2 separate regions of the Sus scrofa genome follow, and region 1 is linked to region 2. A link is a contact called in public HiChIP or PLAC-seq data. All regions are on one chromosome and are shown on one strand. The core of a region is the stretch at or near the end of the contact, and the rest is flanking DNA. Distances in the headings are between cores, read along the strand shown.

Evidence for each region. HiChIP or PLAC-seq counts read pairs in DNA pulled down with a chosen protein or histone mark.
Region 1: a contact with region 2 is called in an H3K27ac HiChIP or PLAC-seq map of alveolar macrophages. The contact joins the promoter of KDM2B here to the promoter of SETD1B in region 2. A contact is called at or near these places in 3 of 47 Hi-C or Micro-C datasets (epiblast stem cells, heart right ventricle and liver) and 1 of 2 datasets of contacts at active chromatin or transcription factors (alveolar macrophages).

The regions. Positions count from the first base shown.
Region 1 is chr14:31,054,405-31,061,331 of Sscrofa11.1, reverse strand. It overlaps KDM2B (lysine-specific demethylase 2B), which reads right to left and starts at 4,079. Exons shown (of 24, transcript XM_021073427.1): 1 at 3,942-4,079; 2 at 2,556-2,700. The coding sequence starts at 2,568.
Region 2 is chr14:30,882,895-30,889,459 of Sscrofa11.1, reverse strand. SETD1B (histone-lysine N-methyltransferase SETD1B) reads left to right here and starts at 3,868. Exons shown (of 19, transcript XM_021073231.1): 1 at 3,868-4,071; 2 at 4,186-4,373; 3 at 4,594-4,692; 4 at 5,339-5,609. The coding sequence starts at 4,200. It also overlaps a transcript of RHOF not described here.

The sequences.
Region 1 (6,927 bases), core at 2,830-5,329, 170 kb before region 2:
CAACAGAGAACCACGTCCCAAGCTGAGCTCAGAGAGTAAAGGAACTGCCACCTGGGAGGCTCTGAAGCCTCTGAGAGGAAGCAGGGAGGAGGGTTCTCATTGTAGCTGAGCATCAGGGAAGATCTTATTGTAATATCCTGCGTAGTGAAGGGGAGGGGGAAAAGCCGGTTTCCCTGGAAACTGTGTATTTGGTGCCAAAATAACTAGGGAACTGGGCACAGCTTTGTTGTCTTAATAGTGAAATTCTGCTGCAGCCATCACAACACTTGCTTCAGCTGGTTCACCGAAAGGGCTGCTCCCCAGGTGAAAGCTTTGTGAAGGGGGCAGAGTGAAGCCTAAAGAAAATTCACAGAGCAGTTTTCCATCTAGATGACGCTTGTAGATCCGCAGCATCCTTATCAAAAGTCTGTTTCTATCCTCCTCGATTTATAAGAGTAGGGGATCTGACCCAACCATATCCACAAATATGGAGGTGGGAAGGTGGAAATAAATCCTCACTTCCCCAAATCCTCAGGTACCTGAAGCAATTCACAAGGGCACCAGCCCTCCCTGGCCAGTCACAAGGGAGAGAGATGAGATACCACCCCTCAAACCCCTGCCCCATGGAAACAGTTCACCGGGGTAGCTTGAGGGGGGGGGGGGGAGGCCAAGGAAACTCCACTCAAAGGAGAGAGAGAGAACAAAACCGGAGCTGGGGAAAGCCCTGACCTTAGCAGCCCAGATCCCCAGGGGCTCCCAGTGAATGGGGATTCCTAAGGATTTAAAGGCAGAGAAGTTTAAGAAGCTTCTATTTTAAATCCAGGCTAAGGGCTCCTTCTGTTTCTCAGCTCCTCCCTCGAGTTTTGGGACAAGATCTGAATGAACAACCAAAAAAGCCCTGGAGCCCTCTCCTTTGAAAGGAACCGGGACAGCGGACTTAAGGCATCTCCCTTGCTGGAAACCTTCTCCCCTTCCACACACACACACACACACACACACATACACACACAGTCCACCCCCAGCGTTAGCTTCAACTTCCTCAAATGAGCCTGAGAAAACACTCAGATCCTGGGCAGAGAATTCCTCACCAACAACCAGGAAGAGTTGCATACTGTTTTATCCTACAATCTGCCAAATGACTCAATAAAAATGGGAAGAAAGGAGAGGAATTAAAATCCCATTTGTGCAAAGGAAACTTAAAGGTAGTTGAGACTAGACCCCTGGACTGTCTGCCTCCACAGGCAAGACTCTTAAGACCTGGAGGCTGGAAGACATTTCTTCTTCCCTCCCCCACCACGACCCCTAAACACAGAAGCCTGGCGCTCCAGGAAGCAATGGGCACAAAAGAGAAACTTCAAAAATGCAAAGCCAGGAAGGTCTCTTCTAGGGTCTAACCCCACAGCCCCAGCCAATCATCCGGAACCTGGAGGAGGGAAGTGCTTCCCCAGTTATCAGCTCAATGAAGGATGAAAGGGTTTTCCAAGGGGAGAGGGGGATAAACAAAATAGAAACAGAGCAATATGAAGGAAACCCAAATATCTGAGGGAGAAAAAAATGAACTCACAAACACCAGGAGAGCACAGGGAGATGCCTATGTAGGCAGGGGCAAACCCAAAGCCCCAACTCCACAGGCAGCCGGAGGCCTTGCAGGCCTACAAACCAAAGCAGAGCACCACCTCCAGGTCTGGAAGACACCCCCAGACATCTTGCTAGTACCAGGGTCAGGGAGAAAGTCAGGCCCTGAAAGGTCTCAGGCTGGAATGACATCCCCCAAATCCAGAGGCTTCTTAGACTTCTGCTCTAAACTGTCAGGGCCCACAAGGAGGACAGAGCTCTCAAGGCCTCAGGCCTGGGAAGAGACCTTGTTTCCCAAGTGTTCACCTCCAAATACCAGGGGACGCCTGAAGTCTGAGGGGGGCCAACCCTCTTACAGCCCCCACTTCAAACCGTCAGGATTGCAGGGCTAAAGGCTTCAGGTTTAAGTGGAAGCTCCAGCCAACTTTGAGCTCACCCGCCCTGCTCCCAGGGCTCACGAAGCGATGGGGACCTGCAGACCCCATCTGCAGAAGGCGGTACTCAATAACCCGGGGCGTCCCCAGCGCCAGGTCCTAACTTCAGGGTCCGAAATGGTACCGGGTTTGGGAGGCTTCAGTCCCTGTGGGGGCCCTCACCCCAATGCCCTTGGGGTGCCCCAGACCCGCTCCAGCCAGGCGGCCGCATCTCGTGCAGCGCAAGGAGCTGGGCCGGCTCCAGGAGGGGTAGAACGCTGCGCACCCGCCCTCCCTCGGTCCGCCAGTCTGTCCCCAGGTCCCTCGGTCCGCCGGCCCCTTGGCTCTGCCCACCCTAGGGCTGGTGGTGGGCGCGGGCCGGGCCTAGGCCCACGCCCGGCCCCCGTTCCCGCCTGCCCTCCTCCCTCGCCACCCCACCCCACCCCCCCAGTGCTCGGCCTCGTTTCGTCACCGGATCCCCTGGAATGGGGGACGCGGGCGCGAAATACGAACCCAGCCACCGGCAGCTCCCTCCCCACGTGCGCTCGGACCGCAGCGCGGAGGAGGGCCCAAGGAGGGGCGCCTCACCTTTGCCCTCCATGGCGTGCACGAAGTCCCCCTGGTACAGCTGGCTGCGCAGCTTCTCCTCCAGGCTGAAGCCGCGGACGCTGACGATCTCCTCCACGTCCGATAAGTCCTCGTTCTCGTCGTATCTCTGGCGGTCAATCGGGCGCTGCAGGGACCCAAACCAAAGAGCCCAGGACATTATTGGGGGAACTGGGGGTCGCCTTTCATCCTGGGCCCAGATCGAACAGGTGCAGGAGCCGCGCGCCCCCTGCACCCCACCTTTGCGACCGGAGCAACTTTGCGCAAATGCCCAAGATGCTGAAAATCAGGATACTGAGAGGGGCCCGCACCCCCAGGGTCAGGCTGCTCCCAATACAGGGCACTTCCCCTCCTGCATCTTTGGAGGCCATGGAAGGGATATCTGGGGACTTCGCCTCCCCCCCCCCTCCCCCGAGAGGTGTTGAGTTTTGCCCACTCGGCCGAGAGCCTGGTTATGTAACCCGCGAGGGGGGCTCCGCGCACGGGCTGGCGGGGCATTTGTAGGCCCCGGGAGGAGCCGCCACAGCGCCCGGCTCGGCGCTAACAGCAGCCCTGGCGGCCGCGGCCGCAGAGCCGGGAAGCCGGAACCCGGGGCCGGCGGCATTTCTAAGACTGGAGCCGCCCCCGAGCTACCGGGGAAGCTGGAAAGCTGAAATGGAAGGACTGAGACCCCAGCCGCCCCCGCCGACCGCCCGCCAGTGCAAGAAGAAGAGGTGGGAGGAGGGGTTCCGGGCTTGGGAAGGGGAGAGGCAGACGGCCCGCCACAAAGCTCCCATCGGAGACCCCAAAACGCACCAGCAGCTGCCTCATCTCCCCACAAGCGCGCGCGCACACTCACTTCCTAAGGAGACTCCCCCACCACTCCCCGCATCCCCTGCCTCCTCCCTCCACCGCCGAGCGCCCGGCCTCGCAGCCCCCCAGAATCCGGGCGAACCCCGAGCCCGCTTAACCCCCCTCCACGCCTTCCCCCGCTACCATCTCCCCACTTAAGTGTCTGAGACTCTGAGCCTCACAAGGGACTGGAGGAGTAAGCTGCTTGCTTCCTTTTGCATGCAATTTATTATTTTTTTCCGGTCCTCTTGCAAAATATAGAAAAGGAAAGAAAAGGCAGCAAGAAACAACAACAAAAAAATAGATCTATCATATACCAGATACAGATTTGGGGAAAAAAAAAAAAGCTACACACCAATCTTCTTCCAGAGTCTTTCTCTGCCTCCATTTTTTTAGGAGAGTTCACCAATTAATTGTCAACACTCCTGCCCCCTGCATATTGGCGGAGGGGGGAAGGAGGGAAGACCAAAGAAAACAAGCCAAAAAATAAATAAATAAAGCAAGCCAGAGCCGAGATCTACAAAGTTTTGCACCAACACTTAAGCAGATCCGTTTGCAAAGTCCTAGGAAACCATTTTCAGCAGTTGTGTGGGGGGGGAGGCGTCGACGTCATAATCCCCGGAACGTAAACATTGTTGCCGATCGCGCTCGGAGCCCGCGGCCCGGCTAGTGATGGTGGGGGCACTCCTCCCGGGATGGGGGGGGCGGGGGCGGCGGCCAGAGGAGGCGTGGGGAGGGGAGGGCGCCCGGGAGGCACCGGGCGCCGTTAGCGCCCTGGCATCGCTGTTTTGTTGTTGGGTCACGAGTGCGCCTCTGCACGCAGGCGCCGCCGCCGCCCGGGAGTTGTGTGCAGAGCTGACTTTTGGAAGGGCTGAGTTGCAGGCGGCGGGCGCATCCCGGAGATGGCGGGGCAGGGAGGGAGGGAGAGAGGAGGGGGTAGGGAGGGAGGTGCAGATTTGCACGGCTGGCCTCAGCGGGAGGCGCGGAAATGCAAGCCGAGCTTGCTGGCGTGAAAGCCTCCAGGGTCTGGCACCCCCAAAAACGACCTCCCACCTCAATCCCTTCCCCCATTGCCCTTGGCCCCCACGGGTTAACCCTCTTCCTTCATTTCACCCCACCCCGTTACCTACGTGGCCGACCCAAACTGAAAGCATTTTGTGTATATATAATTTTTTTTTCTTTGCTGCCACTTTTTGGGGGGTCTTCTCCAGGCCCCCATAAGCGGACCTGCTCGATGGAGGAGGCATTTGGGGGCTCAGGAAGAAATTAGCGCAGCTCCATACCTGTACGGACTGCACAACTGTTAAACTCCAGGACTCAATGATAAGGATCCACATACACACAGGTACAGAAATACAGCCAGAGCAGAGCCTTTTCAGACCCGAGCTGACCGGAAGACATTGCCTTTCATTCATTCATTCTGCCCGCGTCTGTGGAGACCTTTACTAGGCGACAAGCCCTGGAGCAGAAGTTGGACATTTTTTAAAGGTCCCTGCGCTCGCCAAGAGGAGGAAATAGATGCTCAGGAGTGAACTACCGAGAGAATCGGATCTGGCGCCTCCTAACGCAGCTGGCAGACATGCGAAGGGTAAGCCCTTATTGGCTGTTTATAGGAGAAAAGTCGGTGGAAAGGTGCAAGGCGCTGGGATGGGGCATGGGGAACTTTGGGCTCCCCTTGATTAATCCTACAGCGCTGCTTGACAGAGGTATGGGCACCCTCTGGACGTATATGGAGTATCGTTAGATCTGGATATGCTTCCCTGCCCACAAACCTAGTTCGCTGGTTCGGGTTCCCCAAAACTGGAACCCTGAATGTGTTGTCCATCAAGAACAACAGTCAGGTCGACTTTGACTGTGAGAAAAGCTGGCCCTAACTTCTAGCCCAACTAGGCCCTGCTCTTGGGGGTAAGATCCGGATGAGGTGGCATGGCCCCAGGGCTACAATAAAGGAACATTTTACCTGCTCAGAGCAGGCTTTGCACGAAAAACTTCCCATACTTTAAATTTTGCTTCTATCGTGAATCCTGTGGGATAGTTGGAGCACATCATTTTGCAAATGGGAAACTGAGGCTCTGAGAAATTTTGAACCTGGATAATTGCTGTAACCCTCATATCCTCCCCATGTCAACACAGTAATCAGACAGACTTGTGGAGAGGAAGTGGCTTCCCCAACAGAGATCAGATGTGAACCGTCAGCTCAGAATTGGTCACCTTCAGAGACAGCTTACCCCTCACAATGAAGTTTTCTGTCCTGTCTTTCTGTGTGTGTGTGTGTGTGTGTGTGTGTGTGTGTGTGTGTTAACCCACCCTTTGAAGTTTGTCTTAATCCAAGTCACGAGCTGACAAACATTAAAATTTTTTCCAGGCTGATATTGCCCACCTTGGCTTAGTGGGAGTAAGGAAGGTTTTGCCTTCAGCCTGTGCCAAGAACCAGGGACCGTTTTATTTGCTTCTCACTTTCTCACCAGAACCCTTTAAGGGACACAGCCTTGTTATTCCTCATTTTGCAGATAAAGAAACAGAAAGGGAAAGCCAGTCACTCAAGATCACACAGCTTGTGAAGGAGGTTGCTGGGGCTCAAACTGGAGCCTCCTGGCTGTGCCATCACATCCTTTTTTGGATGTTGACCATCTTCGCTGCTCCAACATAATGAGATAAACATATTCAAAGGAGGATGCAGTGGGCTGGAAGGTCATGCGTTAAGGGCAGTAAAGCAAAACTGGGAAATAAAACACTAGATCTCCATTCTCCTTTCCTCCCAGAGACCCTTTTCTGTCTCCCCATGTGGTCTCATGGTGTCCCCAAAAGCTGGTGTCAGGAAAAGACCTGATGGCAGACACGTTAGTGTAAAAACTGTTAAGTCCATATATCACCCCAGTGGGGAGTTCCTGGGCTGTCAGAGTGGGAAGGGGTTGAGTAGTCACCTAATTTAATCCCCTCCCTTTACAAACCGCCAGGAAACCACAGACCAGAGAGAAGAATGGGCCAGCCGGGGGGGTTTGTTCCCCTTTGACGCCCCCAGAATGCCTACCCTGCCGCCTAGTCCTAAGTGGTCACTCCATAAATGTTGGGCCCTTGATGGATCACCTTCCCCAGCAATATTTGCATTTTCCCTTTATCAGTAATTGGCAGATGAAAGGCTTTGTCCTCCTGTTGAAAGAATTCCAGGCATTTGCTCAAAGTGGGGGGAGGAGGTTATTTTGGGCCAAAGGAGGAGGGGCCAAGACCCCTGAGCTCCTTCCTTGGGTAAATGTCCCAGAGAATGGCCGGTAGGTGAGAGAGGGGAGGGAAGTTTAAGGTGACTACTCAGGAGAGTTTGGTTGTTTTGTTTTGTTTTGTTTTCTTGCAGGAAAAAAAGACTGGGCCTGTTGTATTTGAAACATAACAATAATGACTTCCCGGACCCTCTTGCTCATTCTTAAAAAAGGCCCAGTCAGATCCTGGCTGTTTTGGCCTATTCATTCATTTCTTCATTCATCAAAGGTTGACTGAGCAGAGAAGATAGCTCCAATTGTAGACTTCC
Region 2 (6,565 bases), core at 2,619-5,118:
CCTCCCCAAACCAGGGGCGTCCCCGCAAGCGGCGGCGGCCTCCCCTCCCCCGCCGCCTCCTTCCCTCTTCCCGCCAGGCGCGCGGCAGCAGCCACCGCCCGAGCCGCGGGCGGCGCGCGAAATGGCGCCCGTCTGCCGCCTCGCCTGGCGGAGGAGAGCGCAGGAGCCGCGACTCGCGACGCCCGCAGGCCCGCGGTCCACGAAACGGCCTCTGCAAACAGCCCCTGGCCCCGGGCGCTGTGCCCTGGGGGCTCTCGGGTCCCATCGGGGCCGAGGGACTACCGCCAGCTCCGGATTCCCAAAGACAACCCGGGAAGGAGGAAGAAAGAGAACGGCCGCCATTAGCCACCCGCAGCCCGGCCCTGGCCCCGGCCCCGGCCCTGGCCCCAGCCCAGCCCAGCCCAGCCCAGCCGGCCGTTCTGCTCTGAACCTGAAAATAAAACTCGTGTTTGGGAGGGAGGAGCGAGCGCAACCGAGAGGACAAGCAGCGCTCGGGCTGCAGGAGATGCTGCGTCATGGTGCCAACATGGACGCCGGCCTTTTGTCCTTTTTTGCTCAGGAAGCGCAGGCGCGCCCCGGAGCCCCGAAAAGCCGGCTTCAGAGGGCGAGACTCCCACAATCAAAAGGGAAAGAAGCCCTAGGCTCGGAAGGAGAGTTATCCTCGGCTTTGAGCCCCCCCCCAAGCCAAAGCACTTAAATTTCTTTTCCCCACCAAGGCTCAGACCTAGAAAAGCGAGGGGGACGAGCGCAGGCGGCTCCATGGATGTCCGAGGTCGCTAGAGAGACCTTTCTCTCGCCTGCAGGACAGAAGGGGCGAAAAGGGTCTGAGAGACCTCCTTCCTCGCCTCCCCCCCGCCCCCCATCCGGCTGCCAAACCTGAAGCTCCAGAAACCTCCCCCCTCAGGTCCCAAACATTTGCAGCCCATGGCCTGCTCGGGGAAAAAAAAAATTTCCTCGAAGGGGCAAAAGGCACTTTTTTTTTTTTTTTTTTTTTTTTTTACTTACCCGCTCAGCCCGGTGCCAAGGAGTCTGGAAGATCAAGCTGGGCGGCGGTTTTGGAGGTGTTATTGTAAAAAATATCTTTTAGGGGGATTGTTTAGTTGCGAATATTTGGGGGAATGGTGGTGTCTTTTTTTGTTATTGTTACCTTTTTAAAGTTACACTCTCATGGCATTTTCTGCTCCTTCCACTTCTGCAAACTTTCCAGGGTTGGGTTGGCAAAAGGCGGCTTCGCTGAGGACTGTTTACTGCTCTGGATATAGCAATGGTGTGACCGTCATTAAGAGACAAAAGGCGAAAATACACAGTCAAATCAAACAAAAGGCAAAAGACGCACCGGCCATCCCAACCACCATAGAAAATAGCCCCGAGTTAACGATGGTGTTTGGCTTGAACCAGCTAGGACTTGTTTTCCAGTTTTAATCTAGTTTCCTGTGACGGCTTTAGTCTCTTTACACAAAGAGGTCTTCCTTTCCCTCACCCACCCCCCTACCAAGAAGAGAAAAACAGAGCTGTTTTTCTTCAAATAGATCGACTTTCAAAGAAAGTGTACATGTTACTGGGAAGAAAGCTGACTAGCATTTATTGCTGTAAACATTTTCAAAAGCTTCAAGCTAAAACCCTAGCTTTATAAAAGCAAAAACGTCTAAAAGCATTTTAACTGGCTTATGTTAGACAAGAGCAACACAGACAGACATGCAGATGAAGGTTCAGAAAATTAAGGACATCTCAGCAACATTAACATGAAAACTGCACTGCGGCGTAAGGACAGAATGGATTGGGTACTTACAAGGTAAAAGGTTTTTAAAAACTTAAAAGAGTAACAACTGCTCACAATTTTTTTTTTGCTGCCATTTCGCTAGTCCTAAAACTATACATTTAAAACATTACCTTGTTAAAGAGAGAGCAGAAGGAGTTAATAAGATGGCCAGGTTTAAGTGTTTAATAGAGGAAACTATATATATAAAAATTTATTGTTCAGTCAAGAGAATACAGATTAAGACAGCTCCAAGCTCCCCCCACCCACCCAAGAAAAAAGAGGAAAAAAAATAAATATGTCATTTACTTAGGTTTTTTGGAATTCAAAATTGTTAACTGCTGACATTAATGGTGTGCTATGACCTAGTTATACAAGACAAAGATGGATTCCAAGTCATAAGGAAAAATCCAGATCTTTTTAAAAAGTCTTCTTCATTCTTCCAATTGTGAATCCTTTAGCCTGTTGACAAATGTTAAACACAACACTGAGGCGTCCTGAACTGGATGGTGGAGTCAAAGGAAAAACATTCCCCATTTGCAACAAAGGAAAAACCCACTTGGCCATTTAATTCCATTGCAGAAAAATGGCTCCCCTCATCTGTTGGCCTCTCCTTGGTGTCTGATGAAGGATGTTTTGAGATCAGCGTCTAATAACTCAAGCCCTATAGAAGCCGAGCTCTCATTGGCTGCCGCGCCCTGCCGCCCTGCTCTAGCCAATTACCTACCCACTGCCAAATTACAAACCCCGAAAAGAGCCCCAATATGAAATACACCACCACGAAGCCCCAACGAGGCGGTTCCCCTGCCTCGGCCGCCCGACAGGAAAGGCAGAGGGGGCTGCAAAAGCGTCCTCGAGAAGCCCGGGAGCCTAGGAGTTGAACTCACAAAATGGAAGCCGCACGCTGATTGGCCGCCGCCACTCCCGGACCTTTAATAAAGAAAGGGGAAGGAAAGATAAATGCAAAAAAGGGGGACTCTCTCCGCTGGTGGCTAGAGGAAGGGGGGTGGCGCGGGGAGAGAAGCATGTGTTCTCGACAATTACAGGGCGCTCCTCTCCAAAAATAAAAACAGAGAAAAATGCTTCTATCACCCAGGTCCAGGCAAGGGCTGCATCCTCCCAGGAATGTGAATGCTAATTTGGTTAAAATCCTGGTTTCCCCTCCCCAGCTCAGCTCCGGGGGGAGGGGGTCGCGGGGCAGAAGAGGAAGCCGGAGCCGAGATACCTCGATTGCAACTCGTCTTGGAGCCGCCTTGCCTCTCCTCACGGCTCCCAGCGTCCAAACACACAATCACACACACACCCCAAAACCCAGCCCTTTCCCCAGAGCTCCCACCTCGGGTCTTGTCAGTTTGCAAACAGTTTTGGAGGTCCGAGGCGCAAGCCGAGGCGGCCGCAGCTCGGAGGGTAGCCCCAGCCGCGGGAGGTAGAGCCCGGGGAGACCCCCTCCCCCGCCAGCCAAGCCCCCCACCTAAGTCCCAGCAGAATAAATAAATTAAAAGGCCTTCCCCCGGGGAGGGGGGAGGCAGTGTGGGAGCGCGCGAGTGAGGGGTGGGGGGCCGCTGGGGCCCGGGGCTTTGGCGGCGCAGCTGCCGCCGCCGGGAGAGTGCCTGGGGAAGCGGCGAGGAAGGAGAGGGGAGGAGGAAGAGGAGGAGGAGGAGGAAGAGGAGGAGGGTGAGCGCTCGGGTCGGGCTCCTTAGCGGTGTATTGTGGGATGTGCGGCTACTGGGAGCCGAGCCTCCGCCGCCAGCCGCCTCCCGGGCAGCAGCAGCAGCAGCAGCAGCAGCGGCGGCGGCAGCAGCTCCGGGCCCGGCAGCCGCGGCGGCGGCGGCGGCGCTCCCCCCTCCTGGCCCCCCGTCCGGCCGCCCCGGCCTCGGCTCCCGCGGGGGACACCATGTACTGGCTGGCGGCGCAGGGAGGCCGGCGCCCGGCGGGGATGTAAGCGCGGCTCGGGGAGGGAGAGGCCGCGGCCGGCAGCCAGGCGGCCCGAGCCCCCAGCCCCGGCCCCGGCCGAGCGGGAGGGCGGGCGGGCGGCGCCAGGCCTGCCGCGAGCCCCGCGCCTGAGCCGGGCCGATCGAGCGAGCTAGCGCCACGCCGGGCGGCCGGGCGGCCGGGCGGGCACCATGGGCCGGAGCCCGCGTCCTCCGGGTGCCCCGGGCCCCTCCAGCCCGCACCAGGGGGCCCCAGGAGCTCCTCGCAGCCGCCCCGAGACGGTGGCCGAGCGGGCGGGCGCCTAATTCTCCGGAAGGGTTATTCTCTCGCTCCATTCTTATTTTGGGGGGAGCCAGCGAGACAGCTCCTTTTGGGGCGCGCTGGTAAGGTGGGAGGGGGTGGGGGCTGGACGATTTGATTCTTTAGCGTGTGTGTAGAAGCGGCCGCCGCCGCCGCCGCCGCCGCGGCGGAGACGACAACAACTTGCTCGTTTTCAGGTTGGGTTAACGGCATGGAGAACAGTCACCCCCCCCACCACCACCACCAGCAGCCCCCGCCGCAGCCCGGCCCTTCGGGCGAGAGGAGGAACCACCATTGGAGAAGTTACAAGTTGATGATTGACCCGGCTTTGAAAAAGGGGCATCATAAACTGTATCGCTACGATGGGCAGCATTTCAGCCTGGCGGTGAGTAGCCGGCGCGCCTCCCCGCCGCCCTCACCCACCCGCGAGCCGTGCCGGGGAGAGGGGTCCGAGCGGTCCGGGAACACCCCCCCCTTCCTGACCACCCGCCAACTGTCAGCCGGGTCCCCAGTCCTGGAGTTTGACAAGTGCTTGGAGGGGGGGGGGTCTGTCCCTGGGGAGTGGGGCCAGCCCACTCATTCCGCCCCACTCTTCCTCCCCACAGATGTCCAGCAACCGCCCTGTGGAAATTGTCGAAGATCCCCGGGTCGTCGGGATCTGGACCAAAAACAAGGAGTTGGAGCTTTCGGTGCCTAAATTCAAGGTAGCACCCCTCCCCTTTGCCCCGCGTCCTTTCCACCGCCTCCCTACTCCCCGAGTTCGAAAATAACGCCAGTCCTGACCGAGCCCAGCCTGATTCTGAGTTCCCGCCGTCCGCGGCGGCCGGGGCCGGGGAAGTTTTGGCGGAGAGGGGGAGATTGCTGCCAGAGGGGTGTCCCTTCTCGGCTGCTGTTAACATAATAACACTCGGTGAAACTGTAATCTAGGCGTTGATACAGTGTCCTGCCCGCCCAGATGGGGGCTCCGGGTCCCCACCTGGCTCCTCACAGCCCATTGACTCGGCCCCGGAGACCCGCCCCCCTCCCCAGCCTTGTGGCTTTAGGGGGACAACTTCCTAGCCCAAGGGGTCGCCCCTGCCCGGCAGCTGGGAGAGGAGGCCAGAATGGGGGGTGGGGAAAGAGAAACTGTTTCTTTTTCCCCTTTCCTTTCGAACCCAGAGGACTTCCACGTTCCAAACGATTTAATCCTCTGCTTCCCGGGCCCGCCCGCGTGCATTTCCCCCCCAAAAAAAAAAATTTATTTTTTTACTTACCCTTCATTGTTTTCAGAGGGCAGCCGAGTGGGGAATGTTGTGTTTTCCCTTTGGTTTCAATGTTCTCCAAATTCCCTTCCCCCTCGTCCCCTGTCAGATCGATGAGTTCTACGTGGGCCCAGTGCCTCCGAAGCAGGTGACATTTGCCAAGCTGAATGATAACATCCGTGAAAACTTCCTGAGGGACATGTGCAAGAAGTATGGGGAGGTGGAGGAGGTGGAGATTTTGTACAACCCCAAGACCAAGAAGCACTTGGGCATTGCCAAAGTGGTCTTTGCCACGGTCAGGGGAGCCAAGGAGGCGGTTCAGCACTTGCATAGCACTTCAGTCATGGGCAATATCATCCACGTGGAGCTGGACACCAAAGGTGAGTGGAGGTCCGCCCAACGCGGCCGCTGCGGAGGAACTGCAGGACCTGTCAGTGTGACTCTTTCCCTCCCAGAATCCCTCTTGCAGTGTTGGGGAGCCCCTCACTCTTCTTTGGGGGCCCCCCTACAACATTATTTTTCTTTTGCCCCCCTCTTGAGGGTAGAGTCACGTGGGGCTAAATGTGTTGTCTGTTGCTAGGAAACAAGCTATAATTTACCAAATGTGCCCAGTCCTTGGCCACTGCAGCCCTAGGGACCACCCGGAGGCTTTCCCACTGCTGACACCCCCATGGGCTCCTGTAGGAGCCCTGGTGGCTGGGTTTAGACAGTCCCCAATGTTGCTGTCTGTGTTGGGAGAGGAGGCAGGGTTTGTTTATTTGTGGGGGGCTGTGAAAGAGCCACTAGGATGCATTTAAATATGCAAAGAATTGGTCCTGCCACTAAAAGGGGAGTCCTCCAGGGATCCAGACTGCCCCTCCCTCACATGCTGCCCCTTCCCCCAGGAATTAGGAACCCATTGGCGTAGAGTGCGGTTTCATTGATAATGTTCCCGATAGAGCTGGGCCGGCTGCTCTGGGTGCTCAAGGGTTGACACCGTGTCTTCCCTCCTCTCTCTTAAAGAGACAGCACCATCTCTCATGCACCGGAATCCCGCTCTGTGCTCACTCTGAGCCTGTGAGCAGCTGCTGGGAGAGCTGGGCTGGAGAAGCCATACCTCCCACCCTCAGGGTCCTGAGAGACTCCTCCTCTGTGCTGGCTGGGGGGCTCTCTGGAGAAGTTCCCATAGATATAGAGGAAAGTGCCAGGTACTCTGAGGTCCAGCTATCCTTGTGACTGAGCAGACAGTTTTGGGTCCAGAGCCCCTGCAGGGTCCCCTGGGAAATCCTGCCTGGGAGGGTTAGGTTGGTGGCTTCCAGGGGTTTTGTGAGCAGGAGGTTTAGGGGCTTGAGACCCT